2 separate regions of the Mus musculus genome follow, and region 2 is linked to region 1. Evidence: chromatin contacts called from public promoter capture Hi-C data. All regions are on one chromosome and are shown on one strand. Each heading gives the region's core, a stretch centred on a gene start, on an enhancer-like site or on the middle of the called end of the contact. The rest is flanking DNA. Distances are from core to core; before and after follow the strand shown.

Region 1 (2,856 bases), core at 62-2,561:
CCCACAGTGAGCTGGACCCTCCCCCATCAGTCATCAACCAAGAAAATACACCACAGGCTTGCCTACAGGAAAATCTTGTGGAGGCATTTTCTGAAACTCTTCCACCGAGTTAACATGTTAACTCATGTTAGCAACAAACTAGCCAGCACAATGATTCTACTAACTTATTTAGGGAGGGAGGTGGATTGCTTTGTTAATTCTTCACCGTGAGCATTGATTGCAAGAAATACTGCTTAGGGATTTTAGGGGATTTTTTTCTTTACGTTGATGGTCAATAATGCTTGACATGTTTCTACCCACCAAAAGTTGTGATCTTTGGTCAGGCAAAAGAGGCATCTCATGGGAAGCCAGAGGTCCAGACGTCTGAGACCCATGCCCCCCTGATGAAATAGAGCACAGGCTGGACTCAAATTCGCTATGTAGCTGAGGAAGGTCTCGTGCTTCTGAGCCTCTTGTCTCACCCTCAACCCCAGATCTAGCACAGTAAGCGTGAGCCACCACATCCAGTTTATATGATAGTGGGGATCAACCCCAGGACTTTGGTTATGTTAAACAAGCACTCTACCAACTGAGCTACATCCTCAACTCAAGAACCTGCGTTTTAACAAGGTCTGTAGGTGGATATGAACACGTTTATGTCTAAAATGTTTGAATACTTAGTGACACGCTGTCTTTTGTGGGGCCATGTTTCTTCCCAGCTCAAGGGGATTACAACTTGAATACCTATCTTGGATCCCTCACAGTTTCAGCGGTCTAAACTTATTTTTAATAGTCAATTTGTGTGAGTCCCTATGGAAAGACAATGACAGGCCCAAAGAATAAATGATCTGTTTAAATAGCTCCTGTTGCCCACAGCAGAACTCTAGATGATGCCGAAGCAACTGCGTATCCTGACCAGGTCGGAAGGGTGAGGGATAAGAGGCTGTGTGGAATGTCTTCTGGAACTGAGATAAGAGACCTCCTGCGACCTGGGTCAGAATGAGGCAAATGAGGTGACTCTACAAAGTACTCTGGGGCTGTGACCCAGCGGGAATGCAGGTTGCAGAGTGGCCTCTGGGAGGCAGCAAGCTTGCACGGTGCCACCACGAGAAGCAGCGCAGCCCGGGTTGAGGCGCGGAGCTGACTCTGGACAGCAGATGGCACTGCGGGGTCGCGGCCTTCTCCGGGCTAAGACAAGTCGGGGGTGGCCCGGGGAAAACACCTGGGCAGGTGTGGGCGGAGTTTGAGTGGGGAGGAAACTCTAGGGGCGGGGTCTGAGCCTGACCCACTGGCGCTCCTGGCCGTGCCACTTGGAGATGCTTGGCTTTATGAGGCCAGAAGAAGAGGAGCGTCTCCAGACTGTACACAGGCCAGCCGTGACCCTTCAGTTCAGAAAGGTAAGCCCAGCCGCGTCGGGTCAGTTCGATTCCGGGGTTCCAGGTACGTGAGCAGCCACAGGGCGTGGTGGCTTCCAAGAAAAAGATTATTCTGTCCACGGGTGGCGGGATGCTGAGACATCCAGAGCTTGGCTTGTGATACAAGAGCTGAGCGACAGGCGTTTCTGAGCCGGTGTGCGTGGGAGGAGCGCATCTCGGATCTTCTCTGCCTAGCTCACCCCACTTGAAGAGCATGCGTTTGACAGCGACTGTTCTTTCAGTCGCGGGAAAGTTTTTCTTTAGAGGTGCCTGCTGCAGAAAGAATCAAGCACTTGAAGCGGGCTGATTGAAAGTGGAGCCCTTGACTGCAGCGTTGCGATAGCTGGCACGAAGCAGACGGCTTTTGCCGCAAAACTACGCGCCAGGTCGCTTCCCAGACTGCAGCGAGTCAGTGGGGGTAGCTCGGTCCCAGGGCCTTGAGTCCTGGCTTCGGAGGTTCAACCTATTTCCGAATAGCACCGTGGCATGGCGGGAATCAAAACATTGCCCGAACCCAGGCTTTTGTGCCCAAGTTCTAGGATGAACAGAGCCTTGCAAACTGTCACTCCTCGCCAAGCTTCAGTTTCCTGACAGGGACAGAGGCAAGGTTCGGGGGCAGGTGAGGGAATAGAGAAGTGTCAGGAAGAAAAACGGGGACCTGGAATTTCGAAGAATTCGTTCGTTCTTTCATACTGTGTGGCCTTGGGCAGATTACCTAACTTCTTTACACCTCCATTTGCATCTCTGTGGGATGGGGATAGTAATAACACCTCATTTAGTCTGTAGTGAGAATTAAATTAGGTGCAAATGTTGGAATAGGAACCCTGGGCACGGTGTAGCTGTAACTGACGTCTGCCATCATTCTGCAGCAGCTGTCGCCTGAAACCACTATCATTATTTAAGCAATAACACAACTAGTATGTGTTCTTGGGTTCAAATCCTAGCCCGGACACTTTCTATTATGACCTTGGGCAAGCTACTTAGTCTATCTGTGTGTCTCTGTTTCATTTGTGTAATAGGGAAATGATGATATCTACCTGGGAAGACTGTAGAGCGCATTCTGTGAGCTAACCTTTGAGATGAGTTCTGAGCGTATCAGCTTCAAAGTCCTCTAACAGCACCGGGTTGAATCAAGGCCCATAATCTAGTAGAGCTACAATCTTGTTTTGCCTTAGAGTTGAAATATTTATGTGAACATTCTGGAGTCTCCTCTCGCATGACTGGCTGGTCCTCTGCGGACGAGATGAGTGGGAACCCCAAGAATCCAGAATTCACCTTTTGGCAAACATCTGACAGAGGGACCCATTTCTTTTCTTTTCTTTCTTTCTTTCTCTCTTTCTTTCTTTCTTTCTTTCTTTCTTTCTTTCTTTCTTTCTCTTCCTTCCTTCCTTCCTTCCTTCCTTCCTCTTTTTCTTTTTTCTTTTTCTTTTTCTTTGTGACAGAGTCTTATTACATAGCCTTG
Region 2 (2,700 bases), core at 125-2,624, 260 kb after region 1:
TCAATGACTAACAACAAAAACTAGAAGACTTCAGTGTTTGTTCTTCGTTTTTCTGAATAACAACAAACTATGCATGCGAACATACCCTCCTTCTCAAGAGGAAAATGATTAACTATAGCCACACAAACCACAATGTAAATGTTAGAACGAAGTACACCTACACATAAACTCACATAAAAATGTCTCAAAGATGTAACAGGGCACTAAACCAGTTCCTGAGGACCAAAAGAAGGTTCAGGATAAGGTAGCTGCTACCAAGCCTGACAGCCTGCGTTTGGCCCTACACTATGCACAGAACCGACTCCTACATTGTTCTTTAACTTCCACATGTATGATGTGGGTACCTGTGGACATACATGTACTCACACATGCATACTCACACTAAATAAATAAATAAATAAATGTAATAAAAAAATTTAAGGGGCTGAAAGGATAACTAAATGGTCCAAAGTGCTTGCTTGCTGTTCTTACAGAGGAGATAAGTTTCCCAGAACCCAAGTCAGATAGCCCAAAGGCCACCTGTCATTCCAGCAGGGGGTTGATGCCCTGGAATATAGATACACATTAAAAAAAAAAACCAAAACACAAGTGTGTGACTGGGCATGGTGGTACACACCTTTAATCACAGCACTCAGCAATCAGAAATAGGTGGGTCTCAATAAATTCAAGGACAGTCAGGGATGCATAGTGAGACTGTGGGGCGGAAGAGGGCATATACTGGAGAGATGAATCAGTAATTAAGAGCACAAACAAGGGCCCAAGTTTGGCTCCCAGTACCAACACCAGGCAAAACTAAACCCCTTGTACCTCTAGCTTTAGGGGATCCAACACCCTCTCTGGCCTCCAAGGGCACTCGACTGCATGTGGCATGCATACACACAGAAACACATATAAATAAAATTAAATCTTTAAAAATGAAAAGGTCATGTTGGAATGCAGCTTCATTAAAAACAAGCATCATCACGTGTGTAACAAAAGCAAAGGCATGCATGAAGCACGAGCTTGTCTCCCAGCACTCAACAGGGGAGTCCGCACTACAGTGAGACTCCTATCTGTGGGCAAAAGGGGAGAAAGAGAAAGAACGGAGACAAGGGTTGTGGAGACCTTTGGGAGCCACTTGGCAGGAATCTGACCTTGGCCAAGGACAAGGAAATGGCTTCAGGCAGGAATCTGACAGTAGGCTATAACAAGGAAGTAAGCTCCAACAGGAATCTAATTTTAGGCTAGAACAGGGAAGTTAAGTTGAGGCAGGAATCTAATTTTAGGCTAGAACAAAGAAGTAGGCTTCAGGCAAGGATCTGACTTTGGGCTAGGACAGGGAAGTAGGCTCGGAATCCTTGGTCATTCTGGTAAGCCCTGAGAAACAGTGATTTGGGGACTGTTTATTGCCTTGCTTGTTCCTTGACTATCTGTGTTTATTGTCTTGCTTGTTCCTTAACCTAGAACTGACCTTATGGCTTGCATGTAATTAAAATGGTACAAAAGCAGATTGGGAAAAAAATAAACCTGCCTCAGCCTCAGAACTGGCTGGGGTAGTGCTACAGTGTTGTCTAATTGCCTTTTTTCTTTTTAATCCTCACTCCTACACTGGAGAACCTGTTGACTGACTGAGCTGGCTTGATCAAAAGGTCAAAAGAAATCCTCTTTTAAAAAAAAGAAGAAAGAGCTTTTTTCTACCCTGTTTTTAGGGGATGGTATTTAAGACCTACACTTTTTTCTCTGGTTTTACATAATTTAGAAACACAGCAGTCAGGAAAGAGAAAGAAGCACTATAATTATGCCAGCCTTGGGAGAGCGTGGGGCACGGCTGTGATCACTGCACCTAGAGGTCGGGGCCAGAAGTTCAAAGTCATCCTTGGCTTCTAATGGGTTTGAAGCCAACCTAGACAGAAAACTGTCTCTCAAAACAAAATAGGCCAGCAAGACGGGTCAGTGCAGGGAAAGATACTTACTGCAAAGCCTGGCCAGCTGGGCTTGATCTCTGGAACCCACATAAAAGCAAGACAGATGCACCTCACAAAATTATCCTCTGACCCATGCATGCTTACCAAGGCACGTGTATACACACACACACACACACACACACACACACACACCATCTGTCATTGATTCTGTCAAACTTTAACCTCTTTCTGGATTGAGTTAGGATAGGGTAAGATGAGACAGCCAAGGGGGAGCAGCAGCATGCACCTGTAACACACAGAGCATGCGCTTCAGCAGGAGGGGGTGGGGAAGCTGCAGGCAGAAGCCACTGGCCCAGAACACTCACAGTCCTGGAGATGGCTGTGGCGAGAAGAGATCCAGCAGGTTCCGGTCTGCAGAAAGACTCTGGATTCCACCCCCCATGAGTGTGATGGCACCCGGCTGCTTCTTGTCATTACAGCAACTCGGAATAACAACCTGTCAAACCAAAATCATGTCTTCTGTGGCAGGAGAGGAAGGGGCAGAACAGAAGATCCCTGCACACACCTTCAGGAAGCAGAAAGCAGTTACAGTTAGGGTGTGTGTGTGTGTGTGTGTGTGTGTGAGAGAGAGAGAGAGAGAGAGAGAGCCTTCCAGAAGGTGGGGACTAAACCAAGCAGGACAGATGAAGCACTCTGGAGCCAACCCCGCAAGATGAGCTGAGAATCCCAAAGAATGGTGCAGTAGTGATCACTCTCCAGGCAAGCAGCACTGCCACCAGGGTAGGACTGAGTGACC

Evidence for each region. Promoter capture Hi-C pulls out the DNA fragments that hold promoters and counts their contacts.
Region 2: a promoter capture Hi-C map of embryonic stem cells shows a contact between it and region 1, with 22 read pairs. The contact joins the enhancer-like site here to the promoter of Scnn1g in region 1. A contact is called at or near these places in 23 of 39 promoter capture datasets (the 3T3-L1 cell line, 3T3-L1-derived adipocytes, the C10 cell line and 13 more), 3 of 15 datasets of contacts at CTCF or cohesin (large pre-B cells, pro-B cells and stem cell-derived epiblast-like cells), 22 of 484 Hi-C or Micro-C datasets (B cells, the Ba/F3 cell line, DN2 thymocytes and 15 more), 14 of 115 datasets of contacts at active chromatin or transcription factors (bone marrow-derived dendritic cells, embryonic basal ganglia, embryonic forebrain and 7 more) and 5 of 9 other capture datasets (adipose tissue, embryonic stem cells, liver and 2 more).

The regions. Positions count from the first base shown.
Region 1 is chr7:121,733,168-121,736,023 of GRCm38.p6, forward strand. It overlaps Scnn1g (sodium channel, nonvoltage-gated 1 gamma), which reads left to right and starts at 1,312. Exons shown (of 13, transcript NM_011326.3): 1 at 1,312-1,376.
Region 2 is chr7:121,995,022-121,997,721 of GRCm38.p6, forward strand. It overlaps Gga2 (golgi associated, gamma adaptin ear containing, ARF binding protein 2), which reads right to left. Exons shown (of 17, transcript NM_028758.2): 13 at 2,270-2,400. Among named protein-coding and RNA genes, the nearest start is that of Cog7, 15 kb to the left of the region's middle. Within about 2 kb of position 1,375, at least 12 of the 459 cell types and tissues checked have an H3K27ac peak or open chromatin away from gene starts, as enhancers often do. A contact at or near this core is called in embryonic stem cells, where this site is marked.